Regions from separate parts of the Sus scrofa genome. Here region 2 is linked to region 1. The links are chromatin contacts, called in public HiChIP or PLAC-seq maps. All regions are on one chromosome and are shown on one strand. Each heading gives the region's core, a stretch centred on a gene start, on an enhancer-like site or on the middle of the called end of the contact. The rest is flanking DNA. Distances are from core to core; before and after follow the strand shown. Region 1 overlaps EGFLAM (pikachurin). Region 2 overlaps LOC106506470 (a long non-coding RNA gene).

The links. HiChIP or PLAC-seq counts read pairs in DNA pulled down with a chosen protein or histone mark.
Region 2: a contact with region 1 is called in an H3K27ac HiChIP or PLAC-seq map of skeletal muscle. The contact joins two enhancer-like sites. A contact is called at or near these places in 1 of 47 Hi-C or Micro-C datasets (skeletal muscle) and 1 of 2 datasets of contacts at active chromatin or transcription factors (skeletal muscle).

What each region holds. Positions count from the first base shown.
Region 1 is chr16:23,605,036-23,612,174 of Sscrofa11.1, forward strand. It overlaps EGFLAM (pikachurin), which reads left to right. Exons shown (of 24, transcript XM_021076641.1): 24 at 717-1,199. The coding sequence ends at 871. Among named protein-coding and RNA genes, the nearest start is that of EGFLAM, 210 kb to the left of the region's middle. Within about 2 kb of position 4,921, at least 31 of the 83 cell types and tissues checked have an H3K27ac peak or open chromatin away from gene starts, as enhancers often do. A contact at or near this core is called in skeletal muscle, where this site is marked.
Region 2 is chr16:23,907,043-23,914,380 of Sscrofa11.1, forward strand. All of the region lies in intron 4 of LOC106506470 (a long non-coding RNA gene), which reads right to left. Among named protein-coding and RNA genes, the nearest start is that of OSMR, 130 kb to the right of the region's middle. Within about 2 kb of position 2,834, at least 3 of the 83 cell types and tissues checked have an H3K27ac peak or open chromatin away from gene starts, as enhancers often do. A contact at or near this core is called in skeletal muscle, where this site is marked.

The DNA.
Region 1 (7,139 bases), core at 3,671-6,170:
ATATAGCTCCTCCAGTTCTCCTTAAGGAAGGAGGGTCTGTCACTCTGGCCCCTGTCAAAACTAGAATGAGTGGTATTTTTGAACCCACTCATGCAGACACGTAAACATCAAAAGATAACCTCTATCCACATGATATTTCCCAAAAGTGAACTGAGGTGAGAGACTCGGCGTCAGTGTATTGCTTTTGGTTTAAGGTGACATCACCTCTTCCCACACACTACATTGTGTTGACATTGTACAACCTTCTTTCAGAATGTACCAGGCTCCTTTTTTTGGAGAAGGAAGTGTTTATTATCATTTGTAGCAAAGCAGCAGCTCCCTGAATAGGAAAGTTGGGGAAGTTTTAAGCTAAGGGTACATGCATATTCATGAGGGGGCTTGAGTGGAGGAGAATTCGGCATGGAATTGGGGTGAAGGTGGACAGAGTCCAAGCTTCAGTTGATCGAAGTCAGGAAGGTCAGCCTCATCATCTTACCTGGTTTTAAGGGGACGACGAGGGTAGAAATCACGTAGGAGGTGGGACTTACAGGCTCTCGTCTCTAGTGGATCCAAGTCAGCTGGTTCCTTCCAGGATCATTATAAACTGGACAGATGCCGTGTACTGAGTTCTAGGTACCGCAGTCTCATGCTGTCAGCCAAGGGGCACCTGGGTCTGTAGGCACTCAAGAGACATCCTCCTCTTTGGCTCACGCCATCTCCCTCTTGCTTCCTGGCAGGTGGAATGAAGGAAATTGCCCTGCACACTAATAGGCAGTACATGCGAGGCCTCGTGGGCTGCATTTCTCATTTCACCCTGTCCACTGATTACCACATTGCCCTTGTGGAAGACGCCGTGGATGGGAAAAACATCAATACTTGCGGAGCCAAGTAACACCAGCTGGCCTTGCCCGAGGGACTGAGCCTTCTATCCTGAGAATCCCGGGGGGGCCCGAGACTGCCTGACGCCACACACAGAGGCACGGGGACCAGGTGTATTTCCTCTCAGCAAGGAGCAAGTACACCCTGATGAGAAACGAGGACCGAGACAGGAGCCCCTGTGTGGCCTTTCCTGCTGACACTCCGTGGGCCAAACCCAACGGAATGCTCTGTGTAGGAAGCATCAGTTGCCTGTGGAGTGGCTGCCAGAGATCACACGTCAAGGCGAATTTCACAGCCTGTCTGCTCTAGCTCAGTGACTGTGTTGTGATTCATAGTTCGTTTAAAAAAAAAAAAAAACAACAGAGAGGGAGACCCAAAGGGCAGTATTAAAATACTTCTCTCCTCTCCTGATTCATGACACTCTTACTGACAGCAGAATGACTGTGTGACCTTGAACCTGGAATTTCTCACCTTGGCCCATGGATTACTACGCTTAACCCCTTCCCCTCCTCACTGACTGGTTCAGCGTGCTCTGACTATGAAAATAAGGATGAAGGGAGACTAGAGATATAGAGATAGAATCATAATTATAAAGCTGCCCCCCACACCCCCATGTAGAGTTTACCTTTAATGCGAAATCCCTACTTTTTATAATGCAAATCTAAGAAAATGGGCACCAGGATTTTGTAGCTGTCCTTTTCTATGTGTATATTTTTATAGCTACAGATTGTCTGCACAGTATACTTTTGCAAGTTCAGGTGGACAACCTTGAACTCTTTGCACCCTTCCTAAGAATTTTCTCCCACAGGAGACTCGTGTGGGCCCTTTGTGGCATCAGAGGAGTGGGGTGGGCACCCTGGGGAGCTGCCCCTTCTCTCTCCGTAAATGATGATGGCTCAAGAAGGTGGATATGAAACGTCTTCCAAAATAAGCAGATGAAAAGGCACAGGTGTGAGCTGAGGTGGGTCACTGTCGTTTGGGTTTTAAGAGTGCGGGTCTGCAGTAACTTGAATAAAGGAGACGAGGAAGGCTCCAGGACGTTCATTTGGTCATTTGTTCCTCTGTGGATGGGTTACTGATCCCTCCCGAGGCTCTGGCAATGCAGGCTCAATCCCTGGCTTCGCTCAATGGGTTAAGGATCCAGCATTGCATGCCACAACTGTGGCATAGGTCAAAAATGTGACTCAGATCCCCTGTTGCCGTGGCTGTGGCGTCACCCTGCAGCTGCTGCTCCAATTCAACCCCTAGCCCGGGAACTTCCATATGCTGCAGGTACGGCCGTAAAAACTCCAAAAAAAAAAAAAAGGTGGAGGGGGGGTTCTACAGGAGTTCCCACTGTGGTGCAGTGGATTGAGCGTCTGACTCCAGCGGCTTGGGGCACTGCAGAGGTATGAGTTTGGTCCCCCACCTGACACAGTGGGTTGGGGGATCCAACATTGTTGCAGCTACAGCGCAGGTTGCAGGTACAGCTGGGATTTGATCTCTAGCCCAGGAACTTTCATGTGTTGAGGGTGTTGCTATTTAAAAAAAAAAAAAAAAAAAAAAAAATTCTACAAGATAAATTAACCAGAGACATTAGTCTTTTTTACTTTTTTAAATTAAAAAAAATTTTTTTGTATTTTTAGGGTCGCACCACGGCACATGGAGATTCCCAGGCCAGGAGTCAGATCGGAGCTGCAGCTGCCTGCCTACACCACAGCCACAGCAATGCAAGATCTGAGCCTCATCTTCGACCTACGCTACAGCTCATGGCAATGCCAGGTCCTTAACCCACTGAGCGAGGCCAGGAATCGAACCTGTGTCCTCATGGATGCTAGTCGGATTCATTTCCACTGAGCCACAACGGGCACTCCGAGACATTCGTCTTGAGCTTCAGCCTTCTGCCTCCTGGCTTTGAGGACCTTTGATGACCAGGATCCTTCCCACCAGACCAATAAAGGTAACAACAACAACAACAGGAAATCCCCTCGCCTACACATGTCACCTTGTGAGTGCAGAGGGAGAAAACCACATGGTAGAAAGTGGGTTTTACCACCTCCCCACCACCCTCACCTCCACGCAGCTTCCTTGGAGACATCTAGGGCCAGTGCTTCCCAAGATACAATAGAGTTGCTTTCACAACTCCAAAGGATTCACATTTTGAATTAATTGCCTCCAGCCAAAAAAAGAAGGCATGGTGATTTAAGCAAAATATCCAGCTGAGCTGAAGCCAGTAGAGTTGGGCTGTGGATGAGCTGTCATTCCCTGCAAGTGTTAGCCAGAGGAAAATGCGAGAAAGGGGTGGGTGGGAGGAGTGGAGCTTGGAGCTGCTGAGGGTGCAAAACACCTTCCCAGGGGTGGGAGAGGAGGGGGTGCAAAAGGGACTGGAGGGGGACAGGTGACATGAGGTGGAGTCAGGGCAGTAAAGATGCTGTGGATGAGAGGGCAGCAGCGTAGGGCAGCTGGTCACAGGGGAGGCTCAGGGTAGGAGAACAGGGTAAGAGACAGCATAGCCCAAGGTGGGGTGAGTGAGCTCTTGGACCCTCTCAGTGGCCAAAAATCAGGAGATGCAACTTAGAGCAGAGGAAGTTGGGAGGATATAACCCTTGTCCTGAAGCTGAGGGATCAGACCTGGGTTCAGATGGGCAGGAGAGCTAGCCCGGCGTTGTGGTCCCCCCGACCCCACCCCACCACCTCCATTTCCTCTGTGAATGTATCTGCTATCTATTGCCACAATAGTGCTATATGACAAATGACCACAAAACCTCAGTGGCACACCACAAGACATGCTGCCTGCTTACATGCCTTGAGTGGTCAGCTGGGCAGCTCTGCTGATCCTGGCTGGGCTTCACTAGGTGGCTCTGGCCTCAGCAGGACTTGTTCACTCATATAGGGTGGCTCGCTTAGCGTGGCCATGGCCGGGATGGTGAGGTGACTTGGGTCTGCTCCAGCCTCCTCCTGGGACCAGCAAGCCAGCCTGATGTGCCCTTTGCATGACCACAGGGGAGGCCGAGGGCCCTGGAATCGAGGTCTAAGGCCTTTTCTAGCCTAGGTTTGGAAGCACCTTGTGTCACTTCTGCTACATCCTATCAATCGGAGTCCATACATTCAAGAGATAAAGAAACGCCACCTCCATCATGATTACAGGTCGCCTGGCACAGGGCCTGGGGTACAGAGGAGGTGGAAAATCAGGGCCATCAGTGCAGTCAAAGCCCCACAGCAAGTCCTGCGCTGTTGAGGGCGGGGCTGTGAGAGGAGGAGGGAGTCCGCGGCTGTGGTGTGTCCGTAGGACCCTTGGAGCTGGGAGGGGTCCTGTGAGGTTGCGATGACAGGCCCAGCCCGGGGTTGCAGCTTCGGCTCCTCCAGCCCTGCCTACTGCACTCCCGTTTTTCCATTTTTCTGTTCTCCGGCCTGTGGCCTGATACTTGTAGGCCATGTTGTTGTGCGGAGGAAGGACTGGCGGGGGGACAGGATCTGTGTCATGGCTTTTGGGCAGCAGCTCTGCGCAGAAGGCCAGCTGGGCTCTTGGCTAGATGGAGAGGTTTGAGGAGCAGCCAGGGAGCGTGGAGTTGAAGGCAGCCCCTGATGGCTCAGGAAGGATGTCATGAAGCATAGGTCCCTGAAAAGCGTTTGTTCCAGTCAGGAGCTGAGAAAATTCCCCAGAACTTCCCGTGTGTTCTTGAAGCAAGGACGGCTGGGGTGGGGTCAGAGAAGGGAACGTTCCTGCTTTTCCCGCTAAACCTGACTTTGACAGCATGCATTTCCTCTAAGCCCAGCTTTGGGATCTCTCTCACGAAGGTTTGTGGGCTCTCTTTGGTCCCCAGGCTGCTCCAGAACCCGGGAAGCGGCAGCTCGGGCAACCCTGCCCTCAGGCGCCACTCTGAGCAGCTGTGCTGCTCTCCTGCCCTCTTGTTTGCCTTCAGTTTCCAAGCCCGGTCCTGCCCCGTCTCCAGGCCCCTTGGACACGAACAGGCCCTCTGGTTTCTACACACAAAGGGCCCTGGTTTCAGAGGGACCGGGGCTTCCCTTCCCACGTCCCTCCTCTCCTTCCCACCAACCCACCTCTGCTCCTCTCCTGCTTGCAAGGAGCTGCCTCCTCTCCAAGTGGGAGGAAGGATCTCGGAAACGTGCCCGGAGCTGGCAGGCCCAGTGCTTTCCATTTGGAGGAAATGCTGCATTTTTCACCTTTCACCCAGAAAAATATGGTTCTCAGCAAGCTTGTTTGTAGCGCTGAGAGTTCCCAAAGGAAGGAGAATAGGGAGTTGGGGAGGGGGTGCTCACGGCCCCTCGCAGGGCCCGAGGGCCAGCCCCCTGCCCCCGAGGCCGAGCTTCCCGGGGAGGGAGGCACAGGGGCAGCCTGCAATGGCCCAGCTGCTGGGGAAAATGAAGGCGGAGAATTCCAGCTCCACGTGGAAAGCTGAGTCATCCTTTAGGAGACCAAGCATTGGCTGTTTCACGTTCCCTTCTTGGCCTCTCCAGGAACACACAGTGGCTGCCCTTGAAGGTGGAGGTGGGGGTAGGCGGGTGCCGGTCCCTTAATGGAGAAGGGTTCTTTTGGCTTATCTTGTCAAAAGCAGGGAAGAAGTGCACCAGGCCTGCCATCCAGAAGGAGCCCACCAAAAAAGCAAATACAAACCAACAAACCGAAAAAGGAGTTCCTGCTGTGGCGCAACGGGATCACTGTCTTGGGAGCACTGGGACGCAGGTTCCATCCCCGCACAGTGGGTGAAGGATCTTCCGTTGCTGCAGCTGTTGCTTAGGTTGCAGCTGTGGCTCAGACCTGATCCCTGATGATATGGTCAGGGAACTCCTTATACCCCAGGGGCAGCCAAAAAACAAACAGAAGGAGCCCAGAAGTTCCTGTTGTGGCGCAGTGGTAACGAATGCAACTAGTACCCATGAGCACTCAGATTTGTTCCCTGGCCCTGCTCAGTGGGTTAAGGATCTGGCGTTGCCCTGAACTTTGATGTAGGTCTAAGATGTGGCTTGGATCCCGCATTGTTGTTGCTATGGTGTAGGCCAGCAGCTGTGGCTCTGATTCAACCCCTAGCCTGGGAACTTCCACATGCCACGCATGCGGCCCTAAAAAGCAAAACAAAAGCAAAAACAAAAACAGAAGGAGCCCAGAGGGGAGAGGGCTGCCAGCAGGGAGTCAACATCGGAATCCAGAAAAAGGAATTTGGGCTGCTTCTGCCCACTCCACCATAGTTATATCACCAAATGGAGGAGGCAGGGTCATTCAGCAGCATCGGAAGTAGCTTTTTCTACAGCACACGTGAAACAGACAAGGGCAATATAAGCAGCCCTGCCTAGGTCAAGCATTTGAGGCTGAAGGCATTTAAGCCAGGGGTCTTCGTCCAAGTGACAGGCTGTCCTTAGGAAGTCCCAGCTGATAGGTGGTGCTATTCAGGCAGCAAAATGACTAATCCAGTTCAACAGCCGGGTCTGGCTTCTGAGAGAGACCCTGTGAGTAATTGCACTTCAAACTCATGTTCAAAGAATGTTCACATATTTGATCTCAACAACAGCCCTCCTTTGATGATGGCAGGAGCAGATGGCAAGGCCAGTCTGACTTGGGAGGATGGAGGCTGGCCGGAAAGGCCAAGAGACTTGCCTGTGGTCCCACCACGAGGACACAACATGGTGCTTCACTAGGGACCTTTCTGCCCCTTACCCGACCTTCAGTCAGATGCAGCGGCCCATGGACCCCAGGCTTGTTCCGTGGCATTCTGGGGCTCCCTGAGGTGAGCTGTCATTGGCCGGGGAGTCTTGTGGGTGAGGGGATTTCGGCAGAGACCAGTCCCCCTCGTGTCTGCTTGCCAGGCTCATCACAGCTCCAATCTGCCTTCTTCCAAAGCTCTCCTATTATGAGGACTCTGGCTTGAACAAATCCGAAAGCAGAGACCAGAGCTGCCCCTTGGGTGGGATGCAGGGGTCCCCTCACCCCACTTGCAATGAAGTCTGGGCTTGAAGTCTTTTCCTTCTGGCCTTGGCCTTCTCCATGAATACCCTCCAGCGCTCAGGGGAGTGGCTACAAGCTAAGTCTGAGCACCGGTGTGCTCCCCTGGGCCTCCGCCTGGCCTGTAAGAGCAGGGCGGGCAGTGGGGAGCTCTCCGCCGCTCCTCCTCCCCCCCTTGCTAAGATGGCTTTGTCCTAGAAAGTGCATGGTTTCCAGGAGTTCACGCCTTTTCCTAGAAAGAGGTGAGAGGAGCTCTATGTCTCAGCATTTGGGATGAGTTGGCTGCCTTTCTCTTTGTCTTTCTGAGTCTCTGACTTGCTCAAGATCCAGAGGTTCACCAAAC
Region 2 (7,338 bases), core at 1,584-4,083, 300 kb after region 1:
TCCGGCCTGGGATTCTAGCAGCCCAAACCCGCCCCTCCATCCCTCTCAACAAAGACAATCATGACAGTTTTAGTACTCAGATCCATGGATCTTTCCAGAAGGGTGGCAGGGCACTGACTAGAAATGAAGTTGCAAAAGGACCTGGGTTAAAGGATACTGGCGAGGAATTGAGAAGAAGAAGACAAGAAGAGCTACGAAGGGTGTTCCTTACATCTGTCATCCCAGTGCTGGATGATCTAAGAACGCCTTTATAAAGGATGGGGAACGTGAGATACAATCACCAGTCCTCCACAGAAGTTACATGGGTAGCAAAATACATACCCATCACTTTACTCCTACTTTGCATAAGTTGTAAACACCTGGGGATAGTACAAAAGGTTGTCCGCCCCTCCCCCAAGACCATTAAACCCCTATCCTGTAAAAGCTGGTTAAAGTAACATTTTACTCACGGACCACTCAGTCGCTATACTATGATGATTGATATTTATAAAGACCCTGATTCGACAAAGAAAGATAAAATAACACTCAGTATAGTTTGCATGAGAAATACCCTTGATCTCGTTCAGCGTCTGAAAATCAGCCACTCATCTTTCATGCCCTTTAAGCAGAGTACCCTGTTTTCGAGCTGTGTCAGAAAGTATAATCCACTCTCTTTCTTAAGTCCAGATCTACAGTTTTCCTCTCGAGTCCCCATTTATCTTCTTGCGAAACATATGCCCTAGAGAAACACAGGATAAAATTTTCTCAAGACTGTATTTGTTTTGCAGAGTGTGTCCCCGAGACTGGACACCACCCAGCTGTTGGAGATCCTGAGGCCGAGAGACGAGGTTCCGACGTTGCACATCAAACCCCAAAGCACAAAGCACAGTGGATCTCTCGCATTATCTTTTTTACCTTTTTTCTTTTTTTTTTTTTTTGGACACTGGACCTGACCCCCTAGAGATAAGACAAACAGAATGTCTTCCCCAAGACTGCTGCATCAGCATATATTTTCCACTTAAAGCTTTTAAGTATTTGACATATACATTTACGAACACCCCCAGTGGACTGTTAGGGTTTGGTTTAATCTCCAAGAAAACTGGCATTAAAATAGACCTTTTCCCAGCAATAATAATCTCATTTACGATAAATTATTCTATTCTCAGTAGCTTTGAGACACATGAGAGCTTTTATGTAATAAAGAAGCCATTTATTTCCGAATATGTTGGTGCATGTTTCCATATTTTTCTCATTTTTAATGCAAAGGCCGTTGACAGTATTGTAAGAGACAGTCTTTTAAAAGCAAATTTATGGCAAACGTTGCAGTGAAATGGATGGCAGCATGCATCAAGGCAGAGGTATACTGCTGAAAGGAGCAGGGCAGAGATGTTCTAATTCTCATTTATGTGCATAAAAGAGTAACCTCGACAGAGAAAGACAAGGTTACTGGGTAAACTGATAAGCTATGGGAGACCTCCCTTTAATTTAGGCACCATTCCTTGATTTGCCGTGTGTACTTAGCTCCTGCTCTGTCTCAGATGCCACCTCTGAGATACAGGGGAGAAGGACAGACGTTGGAGGAAGCCAAGATGACCACTGAGGAAAAAAGTCTGGGCTCTTATGAGTTAACTGGGAAGAGAAGCCGTTTTGAAAGGATAGAATACCCAGGAGCAGACAGCAAGAAGTCTCCTTCTTTGCTAGAAGTTTTGACTCTTTTGATTTTCCCTTTCAGAGCTGCTCATCTAGGTGTCACCTATCTGAAAAGCTGCCATGCTTGTGGTTCTTGATGGGGAAGGTGGGAACAGGGCCTGGAAGGGGAAATTGTGCCAGAATCAAAATATACATATTTGTGCGTCTGTGATTTTAATTTATGCTGGACTCTTGGGGGAGAAAAACCCTTTGAGAAATCTCCTCAGGTATATAATTCAGATACACATCCTAATTAAGAACCACTGCATTAGTGTAAGTATGAGATTTAACCTCAATCTTATGTACTGACAAGAAAATGCATTCTTGACATGAGCGATGCAGCACTTCTAGGATAAGAAGCCAACTTCCATGGATAGCTTATGATGTTCTTTTGGTAAAATGCTCAGTGCATTTTCTGGATGTTAATACTGTCCATCAGTAAGAGTAAGCCATTTTCTGTGGGTCAAGCTAATTCAAAGTCACTCTCTGGATAGAAGAGTTCTCTTCTGGGTCAAGAGTCTAATTTTAGTTCTGGCCATGTGAGCTATTTTGGTCTTGGGGTTGTTGCCTAATACCACTCTAAATATTGCATCTAGCTCTCAGTTCCCTTCCAAGCACCTTGAAAAATGAGAACAAATATAATAAAAGGGAATGGATAAGTCAGAGTGAGGGTGATTTAATAAAAGCAAAACTAGAAGGAAAGAGAAACGCCTGCACTGCCCACCTACTCTGTGCCAGGCACTGTGCTACATGCGCCCACTGTTAGAATGGAGATGTAGAATAGGAAATGTTTAAGGATTCTAGACCCAGGGGACTAATGGCTCAGGTCCTCTGTCTAATATGGTAGCCAGTAATCATGAGTAGCTATTGAGTAGCTGAAATGAGCCAGTGCAAGTTAAGATGTGCTGTAAGTGTCAACTACCTATCAGATTTTAAAGATTTGGTTCAAATAAAAGGAAGGTAAATTATCTCACTAATAATTTTTATATCGAATAAATGATGATCTGATAATATTGCGGATATTGGGTTAAATAAAAAGTATTATTAAAATTATTTCACCTCTTTTGTTTTACCGTGTTTAAATGTATGACTACTAGAAAACAAATGACATATGTGAGGCTTGTGTTAGTGGCTCTTGTTATACTTCTACGGGTAGCACTGGTGCAAGACTGTTCATGAAACTCAGTTCTGTCATCTAGAAGAGGAAATCTCTATGTAAGGTGATAACCCATTGTTATCCAGGGTCAAAGGTTCCAAATCCTTCATAAGGACTAAGCCTCTGAGCTGCTGAATGTAAGTGGAGGCACTTTGACTCCATTAGGGACACACTGATGGCACAGGCTTTGACTAGGGGCTGCAGGAAAGAGCTCAGACTCATTCCCAGATGGATAGAAAAGCTGAGTCGCTGTGGAACACAGAAAGTGGTGAGAGAAAAGTGTGAGCACTCAAAAGCCATGTGAAATGACTGGGGGTAAGGAGTGGTGCTGAAATGGGGAAAGGGTGAGAGGACTTGGAAAATCAGGAATCACAAGAAAATTCACTAGCTCTTTCCAAGGTCAAGATTTCAAAAAACTGATTAGGAATTTCACGAGCAGTAAAAACTGATATTCACTGCATCTCACAGAATGTCTGTTACTGTATTAAATGTTCTATGTATCAACTCCTCCAATCCTGTGAAAAACTCTATTAGGCAGGCATTACTATTATTTCATTGAAGTGACGCAGAAACCAAGGCTGGCAAGTTTAATAACTTGCTGTTTTCACATCTGCTAAGTGATGAAGCTGGGATTGAGGCTGAAGAGTCTAAGTCAAGCCATGGCTTAGCCATGAGCTCATGCTCTGCACCACTGCAGAGCTCAAAACCCACGTCCTCCCATCTCAGGAGGACGTAAGAGCCCTGGGGAAAAGACAAGGGGTGGGGATGGGTCCCAGTCAACTTTCTTTGAGTCATTTTCAGGACAGTCCTGGGAGCTGGGGCCACAAAGAAGGAAGACTAATATATAGCTGGGAGTTGAGAACCAGCATTTGGGTGATTGAGCAAGAAATCCTGGTAGCAGGAGGTATTTACTGAGGGTGTGGGCTCTAGGAGCCAGCTGCCTGGGTTTGAATCCCAGCTTGACCACTTTCTAACAGAATCCAAAGACACCATTTTCTTAGCTATAAAGGTGACTAATTCCTCAAAGAGTTGTAGAATTAAATAATATGCATGGAAAGGGCTTAGTAAGTACACATAGTAAGTCCAGCAATAAAATTGGCTGTTACGGCAGTAGAGAAGTTGTAAGATCAAGCTCTAAAATCTGGCTTCCCATCACCATCATCGCTGCTTCCCTCCCCACCCCCCAGATGAATCAGTATGTTTGGAGTCAATGAAATGTAGAAGTACCCGTGAGCAAGCCAGCTTTGCCTTAAGGCAGAGAAAAGAGGTGCAAAAGAAAAATGCTACAACTTTGGGTCTCCCTCCTCAGGAGATGAGAGGTGTTGAGATATTCAAGGAAAATCCTGGATGCTCATCAGTGCAAGAAGTTAGGGTTAGTTTGACCTCCCTTCACCCATAGTGAAGTCCTTTGCCTTGAATGGTGAAGCATCCCTCTAGGGAAGAGAACTCCCCTCCAGCCTCCTTAAGAGGCCCAGCAACAATGGACCAGCATAGCAGGCTAGACTAGAAGTGTCCCCAGGAACTGCCCATATCAGACAGCAGCCAGGTGGGCTGGGCCAGTACAAAGGGTTGAGGCAAGACTAGAGAATTTCTGCTCATAGTGGTCAAGGAGTGGAATGACCACAGCAGACTACAGAAAAGGAGGAACAAAACAAGCTTCTGGAGGCTTCTTGACAAGAAACTTCTATTTACAACTCATCCAACCCCACCTCCTTGTCTTTGGGAGAGATGCTTAGAAGCTGAATATACTTAAGTCTGCTAGACTTGGTGTGTCTCCTAGGAGGTGTTCCTCTGAAGCTCAGGCCAAGAGGACCACAGAGAAGGAAATTTTATTGTGGCCAGTGGAAACCAAGGGAGCATTTCAGAGTGAGGGCAATTGGCTCTTTCACTGCATTATGGAGGAGTCAGGTGGAAGTTAATCTTGGACTAGAACTAAGGGGAAAGGGTTTGGGGCCAGACCTTGAAGGGTAGGCTCACCTTCCTCTCCGTTTCTCTATCAAAGATTACATATTAACAGGCAACCTAGTCTCTGAGCACAAAAAAAGCAGGCCTCTGGATATTACTGGCAAAAATTATAACATCCCTTCGAGGAAGACATTCTCTATCACAACAGGGAGTCTCAAATCAGTCAAAGACTTGGAATGGTTTCTTGATAGATGAAATTAATCAATTACAGTGACTTCTTTGGGGGATATTACATGTCTTGTTCCTTTCTCTTTGTTTACTTTGGATTGCCACTGAGGTCAAGTGCACAGTTGTTGGGCTCAACCCAACAGCTCGGAATACTTGAGCACATCTGCAGCCCAGGACACAGCACTAAAACGACCAGATGTAAAATGTGGTGCTAAGTGGACCAGACAGTTGAGGAGACACAATCTGGCAACAATCTCCAGCCATTAGAAAGCTATATGTATATACATATATTTTTATAGTAACATTTTAAAAAGAGATAGGACAACAAAAAATGTTGTCATTGCTAGTGGGAATGTAAGTAAAATAAACACCTTAGAAAACTGGATTGCACATGTAAATATCTTATGCTCCAACAATTCCACTCCTATGAACATACCCAACAGAAATGTGTACATATGTGCACCGAGGCACATGAACAAGAATGCTCACAGCCATGCTATTCAAAATAGCCAGTATAGAGACACTTCTTTTGCACAACTTCAAAATCTCCTTGGCCCCATCTTTGCTGTTGTAATTGATCTCCTGCAAGCTTTGGCTTCTGCAGGTACAATCAGTAATGCTTTGCCTAGGGGTCTGCACCATATATACCTGATTTCCTGCAATGCAGCTTCTCTTACTTGGTATTCCCATGGAAAACTCATGCACGCATGACCTAGAAGAATAAGAGGATTTTTACTAGTGGGACCATCCTTGGACAATGGGAAACAGGAGCCAAAAGACACTGGATAAATGTTTCTACTTCCGTTCTTCCTGGTAAGCAGTTCTGAAACGCATTTCAAAAGGCCCCTTAGAAAACGCTGGGAGGATTGAACAGTAGCTAATTGTGGAAATAGTTAACTGAATAAAATATTCTTATATTGGTCTCCTCTCTTTTCTCATTTCACTCTCCCAGGGAGAACATTCCCAAATAAAGTGTTCACAGGCAAACCTCTGTCGTGGGGTCTCCTTTTGGGGGAATCCAGGCTAAGAGAGCTCAATTTGGAAACTGAGTAGTAGAGTGAATAAATAAATTGTGGGATATTCATAAAGAATAGTTGAAGTCCATTATAAAAAAATGAATGGAACTCACAACTATAGTAGCAAATCCAGAAGCTAGCTAGAAAAGAATATAAGCTCTAGATTTCACTTATATGAAGTTCAAAAGCAGGCAAAAGGAAATCATGGTGTTGGAAGTTGGGAAAATGGTTTACCTTTGACAAGGAGGAAGAGGCAGTAATTGGGAAAGGTTATGAGGGGCTTCTGGGTATACTGTCAACGTTCTCTTTCTCAACTGGATATTCTCATGTGGTGCTCACTTTATGAAACTTCTTGAGCTGAGACTTTAGATTTTGCACATTTGTGTTATAATATGTGAATAAACACTTTGTTAAAAGAGCTTAAAATCAAGAGATGGTGATGATTGACCCTTTGCTCAGCAATGTACAAACTGGTTTTAGGAATACCACCATTTATGTCCAGAGTCTACTGTAGGAGATGCCAATTCTGGTCGCTCCCCTAGCTTGGAGGGTAACATAAATAAGTGAAGACGGCCCAGTGGGACCATGATTTTCTGAACAGGGTGGGTTCTCTTTAGTTCCAGCCAGTGTTGTGGTAGGAAACTGGCAGTCCAAAAAGAAAAGAAAGGAAAAGAGAAAAGCACAAGTAATCGAGCAAGTGGTGTGGTGGAGATGGAAGGATCAAAAAGGGGGGAAGGAAGGAAGGGAAGGAGGAAGGAAGGGAGAAAGGGAAAAAAGGAGAGAAGGGCAGGGCAGGGAAGGGAAGGAGAAATAAAAGCCCTAATTTGTAGTTTGGCCAATGCCTGAGATATAAATCTCTCTATAGCTGAATTCAAGCTCCCAGCTATGGAACACTCGCGCACAACATTTCTGAGCACTTTATCATTGGCTCTTAGGAGCTGGTCTGAGCTCGCTCCAGCACACCATCAGCTCTAGCCATTAGTTACCATGTGTGAAAATGGTTCCAGTGTGTCCTGATTCTGAATTTTTTCAAAAGAAGTCAGAAATCTGGATTCGTGTGTGAAAAGTCTTGATTTTTAAATGATAGCAACTTGTTCACATTTCTCAAAAACACTTTAAAAACCAAGGAAAAAAACCACACCTGCAAATTAGATTTAGCCCTTAAAATGCCAGTTTTTGACCTCCAGTCTACAGACAAGACCTGTTTTTCTTTTGGCCGCCCTGTGGCATATGGAGTTCCTGCAGCTAAACTGGATCCCAGGGATTGAACCTGTGTCCTGGCACTGCAGAGATGCCGTGATCCCACTGCACCACAGCAGGAACTCCAGGCTAAACCCTTTAAGAGAAGCGCTCAGCCTCACTGAC